2 separate regions of the Arachis hypogaea genome follow, and region 2 is linked to region 1. Evidence: chromatin contacts called from public Hi-C data. All regions are on one chromosome and are shown on one strand. The core of a region is the stretch at or near the end of the contact, and the rest is flanking DNA. Distances in the headings are between cores, read along the strand shown.

What was found. Hi-C and Micro-C count contacts between places; a contact is called where the count stands out from the background.
Region 2: a Hi-C map of an unstated tissue shows a contact between it and region 1, with 4 times the contacts expected there. The contact joins the promoter of LOC112790684 here to the promoter of LOC112770815 in region 1. A contact is called at or near these places in 2 of 8 Hi-C or Micro-C datasets (leaf and an unstated tissue).

The regions. Positions count from the first base shown.
Region 1 is chr3:79,618,147-79,624,714 of arahy.Tifrunner.gnm2.J5K5, forward strand. LOC112770815 (transcription factor RAX1-like) reads right to left here and starts at 2,826. Exons shown (of 3, transcript XM_025815228.3): 1 at 2,535-2,826; 2 at 2,316-2,445; 3 at 1,756-2,234. The coding sequence starts at 2,670. The coding sequence ends at 1,769.
Region 2 is chr3:80,106,308-80,112,875 of arahy.Tifrunner.gnm2.J5K5, forward strand. LOC112790684 (inositol oxygenase 2) reads left to right here and starts at 2,311. Exons shown (of 11, transcript XM_025833202.2): 1 at 2,311-2,575; 2 at 2,699-2,837; 3 at 3,180-3,261; 4 at 3,358-3,562; 5 at 3,790-3,849; 6 at 3,941-3,993; 7 at 4,100-4,222; 8 at 4,321-4,390; 9 at 4,515-4,593; 10 at 4,675-4,756; 11 at 4,876-5,138. The coding sequence starts at 2,545. The coding sequence ends at 4,902.

The DNA.
Region 1 (6,568 bases), core at 1,576-4,075:
TGTTTATACATCTCTTCTTTTGTATTTTGGTTTGCCTAAAGGCATATATATGAGAGAACAAAACTTGTATAAGCTGTTTTCACTGTATGGTTTTATATACTTGTATATGACTAGCTGGCTTAAACTCCACGAGTTGTGACTAGTTTCCTATGATATTATATACTTATCTTTTGTCATATCTTATTGGTTTCTTGTGCCTTAAGCTAGTAGCTTCGTTAGTACATTTTGCGCTTTTAAAAATCCTGTTTTGAGCTATATCCTTCATCGGGCTTGTAGACTATACTATTCTTTCTATATATATATATTAGGTATAAGCTTAGAAACTATCATAATCTCTGATTAACTTTTGCTTTACAACGCGGGGTAAGGCTTAGGCTAATTAGGATGTTAGAGTAACAACCAATTTTAAAGCTCTTCTAGTTAAACTATTCACACCAATAAGAACAAGCACGTATATCTTAAAGCCCTAGTTACACTATCCATTGAATTGCATGAAAATAACAACAAATTTCATTCCAAGGCCTAGTTATACTGTAAAAATCATTCACAATAGTTCAATCTACTAAACGAAGCAAATCAATCCAGTAAAACTAAAATGCAACTAGAAGAAACGCGACATTGCAATATTTTAAATGAATAGTAATTTTCTCATACCTTTGGTAGTCTTTGTTGCTGTTTTCGTTTGTTTCTGGTTGTTGCTTGCGAAATCTTCTTCTGATTCCTTTCCAATAGTGGTTTCCACAGAGAATGTGATTGAAGTTTGAGTGATGTTGAGAGAAATTCGAAGAGAATGAGTGTTTTTGTGTCTTGGATTCGTATTGAAGATGCAACGTTTTTTCATAATGAAGTGCAAATGGAAAAGGAGGGGTTTCTTTTGTCTCTGGCGCGTGTGTTTCACTCGCCATTTAATGCGCCTGATTCTATTTGGGCTTGAGTCAACTTGGTTATATGGTTATATGGATGTGTAGCAATCCAGAATTTATTATTAATAAAAAAATTTTAAATTTTTTTATTTAATCAATATAAAATAAATGTATTAAAAATTTAAATATTTATATTTTTAATAAAAAAAATTTTAATTTATTATCTTATCCGATCCCGCTACGTTACCAACAGCATTTCTGCCAACATCTACCAACTTTTATTTATAAGAGTATTTAATGGAAGTGTCTTTGTGGATGTGTCTAATAAAAATGTTTTTTTTATAGCTATGTTTAATAGAAGTGTCTTTATAAATATATTTTTTAGATGTGTCTCTTTGTATATGTATTTAAAATATAATAATTAATCATTATTGGTAATAAGTTGGCAGATAATATGTTGGTACCCTATACTTTTCCTTATCTTAACGTATCCTTTTAGCACACACGATCGTTAAACCCTTGTTTACAGGATGTGATAGATTGATACTTAGAGATTCATTTGTATAATATGTGAAGGTTATGGTTCAGGAAGCAGTCCTATAATCATAATGCATCCTCGATCTATTTATTATTAATGGTGCCCCAGAAAGAGACAAACGGTAGCTGTTAATAATTGTCAGATGGGGGGACCCTGGCATTGTTGGAAATTGTATATTTGAGCAGCCAACGCAACTTTCGTGACACTTTAATTTCAGGATCCTTTAACGTCCGCATATCGGTGTAACTTTCGTGTGACAATGAATGAATATTAAAGAGCACGACTAATAATATGCAAAAGGATACTAGAACTCTTAATTGAACTCAAATATCATTTCATTGCATCCTGCTATCATTAATATAATTGATTAGATATATGACGACGACGACGACGATGATGGGTCTAGTTGGGTGTTTTTATCTTGAGAATAAGCAAATCCATTTTGCACAATATCAAGCAAGAAGGAATCATCTTCTTCAGCATAATAACCAAGCCACTGATGACCAACATGATCTTTCTCTTTCATTACCAAGGGATTAGTAGCTGAAATGTCTGATTCCAAAGGCAGCATTTTTGATGGAACTGGGAATGGTGTTTGGTACAAATCCAAAACAGCAGACTCAAAACAAGTAGTTGGGGTGTTGTTATTATGATCAAAGGCTTCAACTTGAGGAGTGAAAGTTGGGAACTTTGAAGAAGCAGTGTTGAGGACAGTAGTGGCATTGGCAGTGTTTATTCCTCCTGCGAAGAACTTCTTCTTAAGCTTAGTGTTCCAGTGATTTTTGACATCATTATCAGTTCTTCCAGGTAGCTGAGCTGCTATAAGGGACCACCTTAACACACACAGAAACAACGTCGTAATACATAAAATGAATGAAGAAGATCCAAGTTAAGTAGTTGATGGTTGTTACTACCTGCTTCCAATGGTAGCATAAAGGGTGGAGATAAGTTTGTCTTCATCGTCAGTGAAAGCTCCATGCTTGATGTGAGGCCTGAGATAGTTGAGCCATCTCAGACGACAGCTTTTCCCGCAGCGTTTAAGGCCTTGATCATCATTAGTCAGATAGAAAGAGACAATGACAGGCAACAAACAAACAAACACAAGGAGGTAGATGAGAGATGAGATCTGAAACCTGCTTTGAGAGGAAGGGCTATCCAGTTACCAGCAGAGCCATGTTTGTTGAGGTAGCTTTTGAGTATTTCATCTTCTTCATGAGACCATGGCCCTCTTTTCACGTTAGCTTTGTCACAGCATGGACTTCTTCCCATTGCCACTCTCTCTGTCTTTTGTTAGGGCATACCACAACTAGAAGCTATTTAAATAGACCCCATTTTTTCAATTTTCAAGTGAGAACCGGTCAACCACAAGGTACAATCAAACGTAAGTATTTAACAGAAAAAGAAAAGAATAGTACTTTTTTTCCTTTTTTTTTTTTTTTGGTCATACAATACACCCACACACTAACCTAACAACTACATTAGAATTCGATCCTGATGTGACTTCATTTGAGGCAAACCTCTTTGCCATTACATCACATGCTTGAGCCACAAAAAGAATAGTCCTTAATACTCATCACCATATCAAATGGACCATGATTCATTCATCATCCAAAGTGGGCCACACTACCATGCCCAGCCCAATAGGCCATGATAACTGGGTGCCCCAAACATCTACAACAACACAAATGTGATAGACAGGATAGTTGACTGCTGAAGCAAGGGTTTGAAAAAAATAAAAAATAACAAGAGACACAGGAAACTATAATCTATAGATAGATACAAAAAAAAAAATGAGAAACTACACCTTAAAAATTAACTGATAAGAGAAAGAACCACTCTCTTTGTATACAACATCAAGCATTTCATACCACCGGGTGCGACTTTGAGCACCTCATAATATCCAAATCCCTAACAAATTCATTTTCTTTCCATGATGAATTCCCTCACTTCATTGAATAGTAAAAGGAAGGAGATGTGACTTATAACTTGATTAAACAAAACCTTTTGCTATGTTCTTTTCTTAATTAATTAATTTAAGAAAGTGGAAATATGATGGATTGTGCTACAGTGAATCTTAGACATCGATATGGAGGCATCACTCCAATCCAAGACACAAGAAAGTGGTACATCTTGGTGGGATTATTCCATCTTTTAGGAAAATGTCAATGACGTATAATAGTATATTAATATTCTCTTTCAAGTTTCAAGAGGTTATCTAGGATGGACTTAGATTAGATTACATTAAAGCGATGCACTGTATGGTATTAGTATTTGTATATTAGTCAAATCCATCAACATCTTATCTCTAAAGACCAAAGTGCAACAACCCCATGATCCTTGTCTGTTGTTGTTGAAGTTGAAGCGGCATTAATAATTTCAATTCATTTGGAACAATATCTTTTCTTTTTAAAGCCAAAACCTGTTGGCTTAGAACCAACAGTTTCCATCAACCGAGGGCATGCTTGCTACTTACTTACAATACTTTTTCTTTGGGTTTAATTCACTTTAATTTGATGCTACTCCGTACACTTTTCATTTCCTCTGCCCCTCCTCATCATACCAATTTCACAAGCCTTCTAATCACACTTACTTTTACTCATAACCAATGTTTAGCTTTGATTTCTTTCAATTTATCAACTATATATCATACTCAATAGAGATATAATATAATTAAAGAATTCTTTAATAATTCAAATTGAGGACTCAAATAGTGCTTTTATGGCCTTTCTATCAGGAAAAAAAAAAAGCAATTAACCGTCCAATGTAATTCTCAAAAATAGTTATAATAAAAGTGTAATTATCCGTGTTATGCACATGATAAGATTGAAATTATAATTTTAAATTATTTTTTAAAATTAATTTGAATTATAATAATTTGATTAATAAAAAAGTAGTATGTTATGCATTATTTGATTTTTTTTAATCTAGTGTTAATTGGATTAATTCTAAAATAGTTATTAATCAGTTTTAATAATCTATTTTTTTTAATAAATTAGATATATATACTGAATGTGATCATAAATAATATAATAATAGTCAAATTTACCAACAAATATATTAGCTATTATTACATTATAAAATAAATTAAATATAAAGACTATTATTAGCACTTATAAATCTATAAAATTGCACTGTCTTTGATTCCTGTAAGGGTTTACTTATCAAATAAACTTAAAATATGAACAAAAATATTTATAAAATGAACCTAACATCATTTGAAAGAATCATGGAAAATAATCAACTTACCTTATCATCCATGAGAATCATTTCTACGTAAGTCGTCTTGTTTTTATCAAATTTAGATGGGATTTTCCATAACCTTGTAATTCTTACATTTATTTTTCAAATTTTTTCATTACATAATCTACCACAGGTAATACTGTTGATAGAATTGTAATTAGTAGCCCTTAGGTATGAAAAATAATAAACAGAAGAAGATCTATGAGGTACGAATTTTCTAGATGATGAATAATTATAATAATTCACTATTAATCCTTATATTTATATATATATATATATATATATATATATATATATATATATATATATATATATATATATATATATATATATATATATATATATGAAAGAGCTAAAAGAGGAGATATACAAATATATATAATATTATTGCTATATAGGAAGCATACATAAATTGCTACATTTTTTATTATATTATACAACTTAAAATTATAGTATCATGTTATTATTAATTTTAGATACTTGCTATAATTATATCAAATTTAATTATGACTCTCAATAAATAAAATAGATAATATTCAATATTATTTTTTTTCTTTTTTATATTCAATATTTACTGTAAATATAAAAAGTAAAATAATTAATGAAAAAATATGAGTAGAAAATAAAATATATTTAATTAAAATAAATTCAATTTGTTACCTAATTAATCTTGTGTCCATACGATATAGTTTTACGAAAATGTTATGAATCACAACTTTTTTTATTCTAAAAAAAATACTATATATGTAACTTTTAGTAGCACAAAAAATAATTATAAGAATTAGTTATTGATATTGATATTAATCACAATTGATTATTCATACCTTAATTTTTTTAAAATATATTTTACCTTTTTAAAATATAATAATAATAATAATAATAATAATAATAATAATTATTATTATTATTATTATCAAATTAAATGAGTCACTATTAATATATGCATTAATTATCTCCTAATAAAATTATTGCACTTAAATGAGAATTAGAACTAAATCAATTAATATAATTAAAATGATTAAAAATATCAATGATTGATAAGTAGTTTAATAACGCATTAAATATTAATTTAATATAATTATAATGAAGATATTTTCTTAAATTAATATAATCATGCATTATTCATAAGCTAATTATAATATAATTAGAATAAATTTATTTGAGAAAAAAAAAGAGTTCACGTGTAATTTTCAAAAATTATAATAATTTTTTTATTTATATATACGTATATATTAATTTTATTAAATAATTATATATATATATATATATATTACCGTAGTTTTTCTTAATATATATACATATACATAAATAATTATATACATATACATAAATAAAAAAATATATGAATTATATTTTGTTAAACTCCAAGTTACTGGTTATTAAAAACATTTAAATCATATATATTAATTATTTTTTGTTATAATTATTTTCTTTTATATATATGATTATTTTTTATTCAACAATTGTGCAATAAATTTTTATTTTATATATATATATATATATATATATATATATATATATTCCTCAATCACGACTCCATTGTTTTTTTTCTAATAGTGACGTTTTAATTTTTTATTTTTTTTAAATAGTGATATTTTAATATTTTTTTAAAATACATTTTTTAATAATTACATTATTAATCTAAAATATAAAATGAGAAAAAAAAGTGATACATATATCTAAGAAAAAAAATTATATTAAAAAATATAAAAATAATATATTCAAAAATAATAGTCGTAATATATAAATTGAGTCAACAATTTAAATTTCTCTAAAACTAATTTAATCAAATATCAATATTAGAAATAAATTACTTAAATAATATTTAATCTATTCTACTCCTTAGACACGTATAGATTAGAGTCATTCTCGTAATGATAACCAACTGAAATAACATCGTAAGTTCGAACATTTAAAATTCGTGCAA
Region 2 (6,568 bases), core at 1,061-3,560, 490 kb after region 1:
GTGGCATTTAACATGTGAACTTAATTTTCCCTAACCGAAAATGTCGAATATAACGCAGTCCACATATATTAATTTATCAGGTTCTTCGCTGTCTCACTCTCAGATCCATGAAAGGAAAAATGCTGACTCAATTCCAGATTAAAAATTCAGTTAGAATTATCACTCATTTTGTATTTTCCATAACTAGTACCTAGGCAAAAATTATTTATATTTTCTGTTCTAATAATTTAAATTTTCAAAAATAATTTATAAGAAATTAATAGTTAACTTATCCGCGTACTGTCAATAAATTATGTTTTGTTTAAAATAATTAGTACATGAAATTTAATTGTACAAATAATCTAAAATCTAAGAGAGATTGTCATGCCTCATGACTCACGGAGCCAAATGCAGAATGAGATTGGTAGCGTGTTTGCAATGCATGGCAGCTAACAGCTGCTTCCTTGGAATTTTTCATTTAAATAAATAACGAAAAAATAATTTATTCTAAAAAATCGCAAGACCGAATTTTTTTTTTTAAATTTACCAAACTCTAAAAATTAGATGTATATTGCATTCTTTTTAATAAGAGAGTTCAATACAATAGATAGAGCAAGAACAACCACAAGCTAATAAAGAAAAGAAAAAATTCCAAAAAAATTCATCAACTATTTTTAGCGTTATTCCTTTCTACAGTGTATTCTTAACTTTGTACTGCTAATTGTGTATTCGTAGAAACATTTCCAACTACTCTAATCTTTTATTATTATTCTCCAACAACAACAACAGTGCTCTTTAATTTTTTTTTTGAAAATAATACGTTTTTTATTACTAAAAAAAATCTTATCATATATGTTTTTATATTATTTATATTTTAAGTGCATCCACATGACCACATCTAACATATGTATTTGGGTAATTGATCCAAATGTCATCAAATAGATTAAAACATAGTTTTGGGTTTTTTTTCTTGAATACTAAAATAAATAAAAAATTGATCTTAATATATTTTCATCACGAGAAGATTTGGGGTTGATAATGTGTTTGTTTGAGCGTTATTAAGTTGATAAAAATATTTTTTTAACATATTTAAATTTTTAGTAGTAAAATAAAAATACTAAAAAAATAAAAAATATATTTTTTGACAAGTTATAATTAACATAATTTTAAAAAAAAAATTTTTTTTAAAAAAATATATTTTTCACCTAATAAATAAACAAAAAAATACTTTTATATGGTTATACTCAAACATAATTAATAAATAAATAAATTTTTATATAAAATATCTAAATATAAAATTACTTTTATTTTTTTATAAAAATTAAAAAAAAAAAGAGAACTTACAAAATTTTTTTTAACTCACCAAAAAAAATCTTTTTACATGGTTATAAAGGAATGCTCATAACTCATAAGTTTTATGATATGATATTTAATGAAACAAGACTTGGTACTTAAAAACGGGCGGAAAGGTCAAAAGATGAGTCTGTTGTGAGTAGATGCTTCGTCAGACCAAACAATGCAACTTTCTCAACTTGAAGATATGATTTGCACGTAAGGCTGACTCATGCACTTCAGTTTAAGATTATTTATTTAGGATAGGCAACTCCTCCAGCAATCACAAATTTCCTTTACAACCCTTTTTTGGGATTAAACCGAAATTCCATAAAATCATTCCTTTTCTTTGCCAGCACAGTAACAGCTCTAAGCCTCTAACCATAAATGGATAAATCTTGAAAATATGATAAGTATTTACTTGATACAATTAGACAAATAGACAAAAATTAAAAAAGGAAAAAAGTGATTGTTTGATCTTTTATTAAATTTAGAATATAATTTTTTTTTTGGGGTTTGACAAAAGGCCAAGCTGGGATATTTATGTTAACATATAGAATAACGGATATAAATCATTAGGAATTTAAGAATTTAACTCCTCTTAGCACTGATTAATAAGTACTAGTGTGTAGTATCATTTTTTTTTCTTGTACACTAATAATCATGTGAGAATTTTCAACAATATCGCTGCACATACATTTTTTATAATAGATATTATTTTGACATCAATTATTTTTAATAATTAATATATATTTTTATTTTTTAATTAAAAATATTTAAATATATAATTAACTGCTAATAATAATATTTTTATACGAGTGTTAAATATTTTGGTGCATGAATAGTGTTATTAAATTTATTATTATTATTATTATTATTATTATTATTATTATTATTATTAGTGTAGAGGATATTCTAAGGAGAGTGGTGTAGGCGCGTAGGGATTATAGGATTACTTTATAATGCGAAAAATATGGTCAACGTCAGCAGTTTAAGATTGTATTTGATTTGATTTGATTACAAGTTGCTAAAGATAGAAGTACGGTTTTAAATTTTTCAGTTGAGGACTCCGAGATTCCAAATTCTCCGTCAAGGACATTTTGTTATACTATATAAGCCCCCTTCTCAACTTGTTGCCACACCCACATTTTATTTCGATTTTTTCTCCTTCCTTTCTTGTTTGCTTTATTTCTGTTATCTCTTGTGTGTTACGCTGCTTCTTTGCAATCCAAGATGACTATTCTCATTGAGCAACCTATCTTCGGTATGATATGATTGCGTTTCTCACTTATTTATTTATTTGATTTTGACTTTCCGGATTCATAGTATAGCACAAATGCTCCATATCAAAATCATGACTAGTATCACATTGTGGCATATTCTTCAGATTCACAATTTGACGTGAAGAATGTGGACTCTAACGAAACCAACGAGCTTGTGTTGGATGGTGGATTTTCAATGCCAAAGGAGGTGTCTCAGAATGGATTCGCAACCCCAGAAGTGAATTCATTTGGCCATTCCTTCAGGTTTCGACTCTATTTTCTATTCCCAGGGACACTAATAAAAATATAATTTATTTTTTATTTTTTATTATTTTTGTTAATTTTTTATAATTATATTTTTTATTATTATATTTTCTATCTCAAATTTTTTGAATGAAAATAAATTAAATTTTTATAATTTATTTTAGTTTATCACGAAACAAAATACAAAAATAGAAAATTTTATATATCTGTCCTTTATATCTTGTTTTCAATGCCTTATCTTATCTTATTCTCATAAATAACTGCAACCTAGTCGTCTTTTCTTGTGTCTTATGTTTATAATAATAACGCTAATGCGGCGAGCCAATGGGGATGATTTGGCAGGGATTATGATGCTGAAAGTGAAAGGCAAAAGGGTGTGGAGGAATTCTATAAATTGCAACACATCAACCAGACATATGACTTCGTAAGCAAACTTCATATTTTCCCAAAAAAATGTGTTTATTCTGTCACATGAATGATCAATGATGACCAAGATTTCATTTGTTAAACGCTTTTGCAGGTGAAGAAAATGAGGGAGCACTACGGAAAATTGGACAAAGCTGAAATGGGCATATGGGAATGTTGTGAGTTGCTTAATGAAGTGGTAGATGAAAGCGATCCTGATTTAGATGAACCTCAAATTCAACATTTACTTCAATCTGCTGAAGCTATTAGAAAAGATTATCCTAATGAGGATTGGTTACATTTGACTGCTCTCATTCATGGTACATACACTTGGATATTCCTTTTGTGTAAGCTTGGTTAACAGGGCAATTAAAAATTTTGGCCGACTCATGCATATCCTTCTTTCCTCTATTATGGTCAAACCTACCTTGGATATCTTGGTCCCCATTATACATGAAAAACAAGACTGCTACTTTTGTTTAATGAGTGAAACTGCAGATTTTAGACAAATTTGGGATTAACAAATGGTTCTTTTGATTTATTTCAGATCTTGGAAAGATTCTTCTACTTCCTCAATTTGGTGAGCTTTCTCAATGGGCGGTTGTTGGTGAGAACTCTTCCTTAATTAGCTTAAACCTTGTATGAATATTTTTTCTTTTCTTCAATATTTCAACTGAATGATTATAAATACATTGTAGGAGATACATTTCCGGTTGGTTGTGCCTTCGATGAAGCAAACATTCACCACAAGGTAAACAATTTCTTTTTTTATAACATAAATTTCAACTGAACTCTTCCTTTGCTTTTATTTTTTCCTCTTAAATTAATCGTTGATATAAATTTCTTTCTTCCTGCAGTATTTCAAGGAAAACCCTGATATCAAAAATCCTGCATATGGCACAAAGGATGGAATCTACACTAAAGAATGTGGACTCAATAACGTAATGATGTCATGGGGACACGATGATTATATGTATTTGGTGAGTCTTTATAGAATTCATGATTTATAATGTTTATGTATTAACTTGTTCTTTTCTTTATTAGGATTTTACTAAACAGTACATTTTTGAATATATAGGTTGCTAAGGAAAATGGCACTACTCTGCCTTCAGCAGGATTGTTCATTATTAGATATCACTCTTTCTATCGTAAGCAATTTCATTATGTGCTATATAAATATATATTATTGTTCTATCTAAATCTTGTGTTATAATGACTAGGTGTTCTTTGTTATGCAAATACAATAACCCTATATGATGTATATTATTGCAGCTTTACACAGAGAAGGTGCATATACACATCTCATGAATGATGAAGATCGTGAAAACTTAAAATGGCTACACGTATTCAAGTAAGCTCTTGTCTAACTTAAATCTATATTTTCAGGGTCACATCTTTGACCGCTACTTACATTACTCATAATTTTGTGCAGCAAATATGATCTGTATAGTAAGAGCAAAGTCTTAGTTGATGTAGAAAAAGTTAAGCCATACTATCAATCTCTTATTGCGAAGGTGAAAACAAATTTGAGTAATCTTTGTTGATTTATATCTATTTCTATTGTTTTAATATCTCTCTTTTTTTTTGTTTAACAATTTTTGGATTCTTCTCTTGTTTTTAAAATGGCTTGCAGTATTTCCCAGCAAAGCTTAGATGGTGAAACTTCAATATGATGGATGGAAGCCAAGAGGGAATTGAGTTGTTTTTTGTTTTCTTGAAACCATGTTACAAAATTTGTTGAAAGCTGAAATTGATCAATCCGTCACGTTTATCCAGTCTTTAAACATTGAACTACTGTATTAGCATATTGCGAAGAGCATATTGTACATGCATTGTGTATTAGCATATTGCGAAGAGCACATAATAAATTATATACTATTCATATAGTTCTTTCAAGGTTCAAATGATTCAAGCTTTAGTTGAGATAATACGAGTCATGACCCTTTTAAATCTTTTATAAAAAAATAGTTCAATTGGCTCACATATTTTACTATTATCTAAAATATCTAAATTTAATTTTCATCTTTTGTTTTAATTGTACAATAATTTTTAATTTTAAATATTAAAAATATATTAGATTTAGAATGAATTGAGTGAGTTTAATTAAAAGATAAAATCAAATCAAATAAAAAAGTTATCTAACCAAAAAAATAATAAAAAAATCATCTAACAATCAAATCAAATAAAAAAAGTTATCTAACAAAAAAGATAAGAATAAAAAAAGATCATCTAACAAAATAAAAAATTAAGAATAGAATAAATAAGCAGCACTTTTTCTACCTTTGAGTTCAAATATAAAAAATTAGATATTTTTTATTTATTTAATTTAATATTATTTTATATTTTTACTATTTATTTAATTTAATTTTGTATATGATTAAAAATGTTAGAATATTCATAAGTATTTATATTATTATATTTATATAAATTGATAAAAAATTTCAATAAATATTATAAATAGCTAAAAAGTTTAGTTCTGATTCAATTATTGAAGATTTCAACTCATCAAAGACTCGAAGAGTATCATTATAAACTATTTTTTATTTTTCATCTGTAGGATTATTTATTTATTATCTTATTAGTAACAAACTTAAAGAATAATTATATTTATAAATTTTATTTTAATATAAATATTATTATTAAATTTTTATGTTAAATTTTTAGTCTCCTCAAAATTTGTTTCAAATGATTCCAAGTAAAAAAAAATCATTCAAATAAAAAACCAACTTGGGTTGGTCAAGTGGTCAGTTCACTTATCGTTTAAACAAGTGTCGGGAGTTCGAATCCTGCCTTGTAAATGGCTAAAAAATCGATAAACTAACCAAATTTTGAGCCGATTAAAAGGGTTAGTGTTTAAAATTCTTAATATATATATATATATATATATATATATATATATAGAGAGAGAAACATTTTAGACAATCAAACCCCTTAATTAACCAGTTCAATTAATTATGACTAAATATCAGGTTAATAAATAAAATTACAAAGATTGATGGTTTCCGAAATTTATTTTAAAAATAAGAAAAAAATATTAGCGATAATAACATAATCTAGAAATTGAAGAGATCAAGCTAACCTTGTGTTTTCAGGAGGTGTTCTAATCCTCACTGCATGACAAGAAAATTCTAGGCTAAACTATTTTTACACATATAAATAGTTATAACTTAAAAATTACTTTCAAAGGATATAGAGAGAAAACTCAATGATCCTGTTCTTGAACCTTTTCTTTCTTCTGTTTTCTCAACTCATTTATAGTCGTTGTTTTTTTTTTTTCTAAAAAAAAAAGAAAATATGCAAGATAAGACCAAAACAATTTTCTGATG